Linked DNA regions of Mus musculus: region 1 is linked to region 2. A link is a contact called in public promoter capture Hi-C data. All regions are on one chromosome and are shown on one strand. The core of a region is the stretch at or near the end of the contact, and the rest is flanking DNA. Distances in the headings are between cores, read along the strand shown.

What was found. Promoter capture Hi-C pulls out the DNA fragments that hold promoters and counts their contacts.
Region 1: a contact with region 2 is called in a promoter capture Hi-C map of cranial neural crest, with 4 times the contacts expected there. The contact joins the promoter of Cnnm1 here to the enhancer-like site in region 2. A contact is called at or near these places in 5 of 39 promoter capture datasets (the C10 cell line, cranial neural crest, embryonic stem cells and 2 more) and 2 of 115 datasets of contacts at active chromatin or transcription factors (craniofacial prominence and stem cell-derived neural progenitor cells).

What each region holds. Positions count from the first base shown.
Region 1 is chr19:43,436,733-43,441,831 of GRCm38.p6, forward strand. Cnnm1 (cyclin M1) reads left to right here and starts at 3,681. Exons shown (of 12, transcript NM_001373992.1): 1 at 3,681-5,099. The coding sequence starts at 3,713.
Region 2 is chr19:42,945,519-42,950,406 of GRCm38.p6, forward strand. All of the region lies in intron 6 of Hpse2 (heparanase 2), which reads right to left. Among named protein-coding and RNA genes, the nearest start is that of Hps1, 170 kb to the left of the region's middle. Within about 2 kb of position 2,768, at least 16 of the 459 cell types and tissues checked have an H3K27ac peak or open chromatin away from gene starts, as enhancers often do. A contact at or near this core is called in craniofacial prominence, where this site is marked.

The sequences.
Region 1 (5,099 bases), core at 2,431-4,930, 490 kb after region 2:
CTAATAACTATATTGTTATTGTATGGTTAATATAATAGTTATATTGTTCTTAACTGATAAATATATAAGTACACCTTGCTGAGTTTATTTAATATTGCTCATACGTATGTATGGGTAAAGATCGGATAGCCTATCAGGACGCTCATTCTCCTCTCAACAGCCATTGGTTGTCTGTTGCTCTTCATCTAAGGGCAGGGCCTTGTGAGACTTCCCCCATACACACTGTCATCTCTCAGGTTTCATTTAGGCAACCATGTGCCAAGATGTGATGGGTGGGGGTGCATCTTCCCTGTCATATATAGAAAACACTAACTGGCAGCTGGTATCCTGGCCCTTTGCTGCTTACAGTCTTTCCTTCCCTTCTTCAGTGATGTTCCCTGAGCCTTAGTCAGATGTAGGGGTTATATTGTAGATGGGCACCCCATGCATTTTGACCTTTTCTGTGAGGAGTGGGTGTGGCAGCAGTCCCAAGATGGCGCCCGGGACTGCAGTTAAGTCTTATGACTTGCACCTGACTTCCTCATACACCTGGAAATAAGCCATGACCATCGTGAGAGCTGCACAGGTGCACCATGATGCTGGCGGTTTAAACAAGTCCATATTTGGTGGAGACATGCCCCTGCCGCCCTGATTGGCTGAAGCTGCGTGCCTGGTGAGGTGGGGTGGCCTGCTGTGAGTGGATGGGGACTGAGAGTATATAAGAGTGAGAGGCCCAGGGTTCGAGGGAGAAAGATAGAAAAAAAGATGAAGCGAGAGAGATGAAGACTGAAACTTGCTGAATAAACTGCTGTTAGAAGGCCTGGTGGTCATGTCGTTCTTGCTGGTCGAGAGCAGACGCGACACTTTTCTATACTACTTTTATAAAACTAGAAAATGTATTAAAATTCCCAGTAATAAAATCTGTTATCATGTGTTGACCTCTTCCCTTAGACCAAGCACATTGTCCCTTGTAGTCTTCATGAGTAGAAATAAATGAGATTATATTTGGGTTACTTTATGACAGTTACATGATTAATGGGTAGTCACATGATTAACTAGAAGAGAGAAATGAGAGGCTGGAGAGGTGGCTCTGCCGTTAAGAACACTTGTTGTTCTTTCAGAGGAAAAGAGTTCCCAGCACCCACATGGAGCAGCCCACAACTGTCTATAGCTCCAGCTCCAGAAGGTCTGGCATTCTCTTCTGGCCTCCACCTACCCCATATATGTCAGACAAATACACAAATAAAGTCAAGCAAAGTCTAAAAATACACATGTGATCTAAGAGAAAAAGAAAGAACAGAAAAGGTTGGTCTGATGGAGGCTGAGTAGAATGGTGTTTATCAGCTGCTACTGAGGAGGTTGACCTAGAAAAGGAGATGCCGGCCATCCAATGGCTACAAAGTGACAGCTCCGAGGGAGGAACAGTCTGCCGTGGCACCACACAGCAGTGATTCCAGCTGATATCCAGAACAGCTCCAAAGCACTAAGAGAAGATTTTAAACCTTTTCATTTCTGCAAAGATATTTGAGATGTCAATGGCCTTAATGTGATCATTCCCTATCTATACCTACACCAACCACTCCCCATAAATAATTATGGTTTGTCAATTGAGAATAAAACCAGAGCTGTAGCAGACAGACTGCTTAGCACTCAGGAGGCTACGAGTTTAATCCGCAACATCAAAATAAATAAAATAAAAATGGCCTTGAAAAATGTAACTTCAGGAGGTGAGGATATAACTCAGTCAAGTGCTTGCCATGAAGCATGAGGCTAGAGTTAGATCCACAGAAATGCAAGGTGGGGCTGGGGCTGATGCATTTGCTTGGAAACCCAGTGCTAATGAAGTGGAGCCAGGAGGATTCTAGGGGCTTGCTGGGCAGCCAGCCTAGCAGAATTAGACAAGCCAATGAGAAAGTTCACCTTAAAAGCAAAACAAGATGAATGGTACAGGCACACACATACACATGTGCAACCACACAAAAATGCACACACACACACACACACACAAATGTGACCTCAAAATAAGCAATTATTTATTTAATTAAATATTGTACATATCTATGGTATAGTCACCTAAGGAATGAAAACTGCTGCCAAATGTTTAAAGCTCAATCATTCCTTAACTAGATGAACACACTGTGACTTATCCACATAATCAATTCGGCTCATCTACAAATGGATGGGTTATTGGCAAATGCAACTTGGATGAATGTTAAGTACACACAGTGAGCAATGGCAGCTTCCAAACGCTGCTTGCTTACTATTCATACGATTCTCTGGGAAAGGAAACTACAGAGGAAAAGGCCAAGGATGGAACCACCCACTCCAAGTGCAGGTGTGATGTGGGGGGCGGGGGTTGGGGTGGGAGGGGTGGGGGGGGTGGAATCCAGGGCCTACTGTGTGCTAGGCAAGCAAGCTACATCCCCAGGTCAGAATGGAACTACTTTTTACTAGGATGGGTACATGAACACGCATCCATCGACGTGTGTAATAGCATTGCAGAGGGTCGTGGTGCACATGCGTAATCCTGGAATCATTCTTGGCAATCGAGTGAGCTTGGCCTGTGTGACATGAGACCCAGTCTCAAAACGCAATGGAACATACATAGCAATATAACAAAAAAAAAGTGATTTTTGCTACATACACTTAAGAATCGAGTCATAAAAATAAAGCAACACTAGCAGATGGTGGATAGAAATAACGTGAGCAGTTCAGTGGGGGAAAGGCTCCCAGATCTTCCTGGGGAACAGTCGGGTGTGTATTTTTACTACAGTGATGGTGGTTACACAAATTTAGATATGACAAAATGATAGGAGTTTTACCCCAATGTCGGTTTCCTGCTTTTGATGTAAACCGTAGAAGGAACTGAGTGAAAAGCAGAGTTGTTTCTGTGTATTCTTTTAACAACTTCTTGTTAATCTGTGCATTGAGACTAATCCTGTTATTGTATTTATTGAGCATCCTCCCATTGGCATACACGAGCATGTGCATAAACTTTATCCGTGAATACTTTTAACAAAACGGCGGTATATTGCATCATGGTCCTGAACCTTACTATTTTTTTTCTTTGGTGACTTTTCCAAATTATATAGACATTGGGTATTGTACAGTCTTTTCCTGGATGCATAATACTCTGTTCCAAATTGGTCCCATAATGCATTTCAATTTATTGATTAACACTGGTATCTTAACAAGGAATTGCACTTAAATAATTTGGAAATTTTTACAATATGAAAGATTAGCTAGAATTTGATTGAGGCCAATTTTTTTCACGGATTTCATAGGACCAACCACCAGAATATCTTTTAATTAGAAGCAAGAACACGAAGGACAGAAGGAAAACGCTGGGAAATTTCCTGGGTCCAATGGGAAGCAGTGAGCCTGCAGTTTGGAATTACTGCCGGGAATTCGCCATAAGGGCAGGGAGTGGAATGGGGGAAGGTTGAAGAGGAGGAACTACAGATGTAGGAGGCCATGCTCCAAACCCAGCCTTCCCAGGGCTCAGATATACTTAAGTGTATCCAGGCTAGGCACTGTGACGGTGCGTGGCCACCAGGCGGGTTCCTACCACTCCCACCATCACCTCCCCCACCCCCGCCTCCAGCCCACGCGCGCAAGGGGAGCACACGTGGTGACCTGCCTGGGGCTGGATTCCGGGCTCCAGCTCCTCCTCCCTCCCTCCAGCTCGCGCTCGGCTTGCTGCAGTATCACGTGCAACCGCGCCGGGTGCAGGATGGCGGCGGCGGCCGCGGCGGCAGCAGCGCTGGGTGTCAGGCTCCGGGACTGCTGCAGCCGGGGCGCCGTACTCCTGCTCTTCTTCTCCCTGTCCCCTCGGCCCCCGGCCGCCGCTGCCTGGTTACTGGGTCTGCGACCCGAAGACACTGCCGGAGGCCGCGTGTCTCTGGAGGGGGGCACCCTGCGGGCGGCCGAAGGCACCAGCTTCCTCCTGCGGGTCTACTTCCAGCCTGGCCCGCCGGTCCCCGCCGCGCCCGTGCCCGCACCCTCCCTGGCCCCGGGGGAAAACGGCACGGGCGATTGGGCCCCGCGGCTCGTGTTCATCGAGGAGCCCCCGGGCGCGGGCGGCGCGGCGCCCAGCGCGGTCCCCACGCGTCCCCCGGGACCTCAGCGCTGCCGCGAGCAGAGCGACTGGGCGTCGGACGTGGAGGTCCTGGGGCCCCTGCGCCCCGGGGGCGTGGCGGGCTCGGCCCTGGTCCAGGTGCGGGTGCGGGAGCTGCGGAAGGGCGAGGCGGAGCGCGGCGGCGCGGGCGGCGGCGGGAAGCTCTTTTCGCTGTGCGCCTGGGACGGGCGCGCTTGGCACCACCACGGCGCCGCCGGCGGCTTCCTGCTGCGCGTCCGCCCGCGCCTCTACGGCCCGGGTGGGGACCTGCTGCCGCCCGCGTGGCTGCGAGCGCTCGGGGCGCTCCTGCTGCTGGCCCTGTCCGCCCTGTTCAGCGGCCTGCGCCTGAGCCTGCTCTCGCTGGACCCGGTGGAGTTACGGGTGCTGCGGAACAGTGGCTCGGCCGCCGAGCAGGAGCAGGCGCGCCGCGTGCAGGCCGTGCGCGGCAGGGGGACCCATCTGCTCTGCACCCTGCTCCTGGGCCAAGCCGGCGCCAATGCCGCGCTGGCCGGCTGGCTGTACGCCTCGCTGCCGCCGGGCGTCGGGGACCCCGGGGAGGACTCCGGCGAGGCGGGGGTTCACTTCCCGTGGCTGCCGGCGCTGGTGTGCACCGGCGCCGTGTTCCTGGGAGCCGAGATCTGTCCGTACTCGGTGTGCTCGCGCCACGGGTTGGCCATCGCCTCGCACAGTGTGTGCCTGACCCGGCTCCTCATGGCGGCTGCCTTCCCGGTGTGCTACCCTCTGGGCCGCCTCCTGGACTGGGCTCTGCGCCAGGAGATCAGCACCTTCTACACGAGGGAAAAGCTGCTGGAGACGCTGCGGGCCGCCGACCCTTACAGCGACCTGGTGAAGGAAGAGCTCAACATCATTCAGGGAGCCCTGGAGCTGCGCACCAAGGTGGTAGAGGAGGTGCTGACCCCTCTAGGGGACTGCTTCATGTTGCGCTCTGACGCCGTGCTTGACTTCGCCACTGTATCCGAGATCCTCCGTAGTGGCTACACTC
Region 2 (4,888 bases), core at 1,518-4,017:
TGCTTTCATGATAAAGTTGTAGAGAGCAGAACTGGAGAAAACATACTTAAGGCTCCAGAGTTACGTAGGAAAGGCTATAAATCTTAAAACGGACAGTAAGGTACGATATTTGTTAGACTTTAAAGTATCTCCTCTGAGTGTTTTTCAGGGTCCCACATGCACTTTCCGTTGTGATCAGGAAAGCTATCTTATTAGCAACCTTTACTTTCACTGTTCTGTCCCTACAATGAAACCTTAAGATACATCCTATTTTCAGCGGCTGGTGTTTGGTGTTAAGCTGAAGCTAATGAAGATCCCTTTTTCATGGGTGGTCATTAGATATGCAGGTGGGTTAACCCTTAACATACTACTCTTATTCTATTAGTGAGACACATTCAGTATAGCTTCTTGGAATGTCAAAACTGAATATGAACGGGAGTGATAGGAAAGCAATTATCAATTATTGAAAAGAATTGCAAACTGCACTGTGACTGAGAACTCAGTGGCTCTTGACAGTCTGTTCACCAAATATTAGATATATAGGTTTTGCATTCTTTTCTGTTCATTAACATTTCTACTATAACAGGACTAAGAAAATGCTTGTCCATAGGTGTTTCCAGAAGTTCTGGGAAGGAAACTGTGCCATTCAGTAACATTCCATGAATCTCTGAGTAGAGGATTCATAAAAACTAGGTAGATCATGATATTATATACTGTTTCTTTTCCTATGTCTTGAACCCAAACTCAAGTAAATAGTAGTCCCAGGAAAAAAATACATGACTTAGAAAAAGTTAGCTTGCATGCAGCTGTGTTTTTCTGTGTGCCACCCCAATTCTTTCAATAGTGATTTTTTAAAAGCATGAATCACATATAAAATATTGACCAAAGCAATGAAGAATGGTCTAAGAAAGATTCTTTTTTTGTCCCAATACCCACGTCTTTCTTGTCTCTCTTATTATAAACAAATGGATTTATAATTTTATGGAGGCTTTCTATACTCTATGTAAAATGCATTTTGAGAAAGAGTACTTGGGAGTCAGCTTAGCAATGTGTAGTATGAGAGCAGGAAGAAGGATGCTCAATCTTGGTTCTCAACTCAGGGTTCTTATAAACCCAAAAGGAATCACTGAGGTCTCGGCTACTGTGATAGCGAGATACAGATCTGGGAAATGGCTTACATCCTCAAGTTGTTTCTTGTGACTTCTGAAGTTTGTAGCTGTTCATTCTTTAGGCTGAATGTCAAGTTGATTTCCTTGACATTGAAAGTGCTGCTGGTGGTGATGTTCCTGTGTGCTCTGTGATGACCTGGACGAGTTTCTGTACTCTCCACACAACAAACCTCAGCTTTTTATGAAATGAAACATCCTCCAAGTTACAGGAAATCATTACTCTGTCACTAAGGCCATGCCAAATTTCCCCAAAGGAGGGTTGTTTTCCAACCCTCACTGGCTCCTCACTGCCCCCTTCCAATCCTATTAGGCTAACCCTAGATTTACAGACTTACCCACAGAGAATGAGAAATACAAATGTTAAAAGCACTTACAATGCTTGGCCACATTTTTCATGTGATTCACATTAGACCATCTCATGAGAAAGTTGGGCATGCACTGGAAAAACTATACTAATTACACACGGTGAATTTCAGAATTACAGAAAATTCGAATTCCTTGACGTCTGCAAAGGAACATTAACAGCAGTGTTTATTGTTAGTGGTTCTTTTATTCACTGCTAACCTTGTTTCCTTTTATTTGTATGAAATGGAGTGGGAAGGGAGAAACAGAGAGGGAAAGACAGGAAACAGTGGTCCATCTCCGCACCAAATGCCATCAGGAAGCCACAGTTATGCTGCCGTATAATGGTGATGCTCAGAAAACTGTCTGCCCAGCAGGAGCCATGTAACTCTAGACAACAATGAAATTATTTTCTGCAGTTCTCAAAACCATCCAACATAAATTCTAATGACATTACATTTCTCTTTCTCTGCTGAACTCTTAGGAGATTTTGTTCCTCCAGACAAAAATGAAGAGTTTTAGAGAAAAGGGTGCGGTGACAGTGGACACAGACATGGTGATGCCTGTGCATCAAGACTTATGGCTGCAGCTGCCATGAACCCGGGAGACGGGATGAAGCTGCTTGACTGTTTCTCATCAAAGAGGGAAAGAAGACACTTGGCCAAAGGAGAACAAATGTCTGTCAGGGCAAACGACTTACAGAATCTAGTCAGCCCTTTACCTAAAGACAGTAGCTGGGCTCACTCTCAGGCTCTCATCAACACATCAATCATTCACACACTTAAAAGGAAAAAAATTAAGCTGTTTTTCATATCCTACAAGTGTGTTCAATTTTACTTTGAAAATCCAAATGGAGTGCCTCTTGCTTAAAATACTTGGCCAAGAAAAAAATTAAGTGTAACTACCAGCATAAACTTACATTGGGATTAAGTTACAAAAGCATTGTTCATAAAGTTTACCTGAGGTGAGAAAATGGAATATATTGCTAAAGTTGAGATTTTGGGGTGGCTTTGAAATCTGCATGGTTTTCCCTGATAGCATCAGGTGTGGTTTTTTCTTGGAAATTAGAGTTTGACAGTTATAATGATAACTTGATAGGATCCTGAGTTCCAGTCACCTGTGAGGTAGCTATGTTCTGTAATCCTAAACTCCAAACTTCCAAACGAATATAATTAACACTGCAAGTAATCTGAGAAATACAATCAGACATGCTTACTGCACAGAAAGCCCCAAAGTCAAACATCCATGCTGAGGTAATACAGCTCTTAAAGGGATCAAATGACACCAGAGACAAATGTATCAAGTTGCTGTGGCAACTGATCCAAAGTGCAGCCCAGCTGTTTCCAGTCTGGTCTCCCAACATCAGAGACTATTCACTCAAGGCAAACCATAAAAATACCTCCTAGCTCATAAAAACGACATTTTCTGTTTTGTACACCAGCTCACTCATCTCCTCAGGCTAAGGTCTGTCTATCCCACTTGCTCTTGTCTTTTGCTCATCAGGATAAGCCTGTGGGAGAATCCTGCCAACAGTTAAACTTGGGTTCTCAAGTACAACAGAGAGGTGAGTTCCTTCAGAAGCTAAGGAGGCTCGTGATTGCCTCATCCCAGTTACACACAAACTCAGCTGTAACCTTCCAGGGTCATTGTTATAGATCAGGGGCTTAAATTTGCCCTTTCTGTCGGGGCAAATGCCTTTCAAGTGAAAATTTCAAGTGGAAGATGAATGGTTGCTTTCATTACTTTTTTTCTAGAAAGTAGGTCATGAAGTATGCTTCTTCGAAGGAACTAGAGAGGGGATGGTGAATGGGAAGAGCAGTGGCGTCTGCTCTCTGGGGAAATGTATTGGTTAAATCGTGGACCACCATCGTTTCTCTGAGACTCCTCAGACAAGATGCACTCTTCGATGCTTACTTGCCTAGGGATAATTGGTGTTACTGAGCTTTGCTTTGTTAGTGCAGTACTCCTGGGAATGAAACCTCTGAGTGTATTATTAAACGTTTATTCTAATTTATAATGACTGGGGCAGGGACTGGGACTTCCCTTTCGAAAACTCATAGGTGACACTAATGCTGCTGGCTTGGACTTTCCCTTTAGCACAAGGTCAGAAGAGCTTCCCAAGTTTACATTTCTAGGGAGCCCCATCAATACTGGTGCATAGAAAGCTTTGAGCTAATGTTAGTTCTTACCTTAATTTCAATTTATACCCTAATTTTCAGTATATTATACAAAGCACCAGTTGTGAATGCATCTCCATGCTTGAGGATTTGCACCAGCATTGGGTATCTCTGCCACACACCCATCCATGCTGTTTTGGGGGGAATTGTAGGAGCTGGGAACTCTGTCACAGACACTCCACTGAGCTCATGGAGCAGTTGTGGGAATGTGGAAAAGAAGGATGAGAGCAGTGTAGACGATGGAGACCTGGCTTGTGAAGTTTCAGAGGGAGCCTGAAAACCCATGCCTGTGGTATCCTGTATTAAGAATCTCTGGTTCCTGGTAAGAAATCATCTCTGGCTAGCAAGAAACTAAAACCACCGAAGGGAAACTTGTCCTTTACTGGGACATATGATGCTGGTTAACTGTGACTGAGAAATTCGCTGTCTTTAAGAAGAAACTACTGACCCCCCCCCAAAAAAAAAGTTAATGAATGCTTCCAAATGATACTCTGCTATACTGAGATCAGTGCCTAGCCCAATCGTCACCAGAGAGGCTTCACCCAGCAACTGATGGAGCAGATGCAGAGACCCACAGTCAGAGCTCAGGGAGGAAGAGGAAGGAAGGACTGTTGCAGCCAGAGGGATAGAGGACATTGGAGGAACACAGCCCACAGAATCAACTGAGCAGGGTTCATAGGGGCTCACAGAGACTGAAGCAGCAACCATGGAGCCTGCATGGGTCTGTGCTAGGTCCTGTGCACACATGTGGTCCAGAGTGGGCTAAAGCAGCACCTCATCTCATGCTGATAGCTGAACTTGGTGGTGTGCAAGAATCTTCCAGGTAATACCCATTTGATTGCCATGAAAGCTGCAGAATTGAAGGGTTCATTGAGAGCAAACTGAGCTTGGCACCACTGAAAGACAGGAGAGGCCATTGGGGAAGGTGCAGCTTTAGTAGCAGTGGTATTTTCCAAGACTGAAGGGACCATAGAGGGGTTTGGCACTGTGTGGCAGAGTAAGAGTCCCTGAATAGAGACCATGATGCCATTGGTGGAGGTGACCCCAGTGTACTGACCAGGACCTGGGGAGGACTACCGAAGACAGCAGCAGCTGCTGAGTGGAGAAGGACTGACCCCATGAGATGACCTTTGTGTTCTTTAAATGGTAGAGGCCAGATTCAGAATATAGAGATACAAGGGTTCATTTAACATTGTTGGAGTTTGGTTTTGCTTTGTTCAG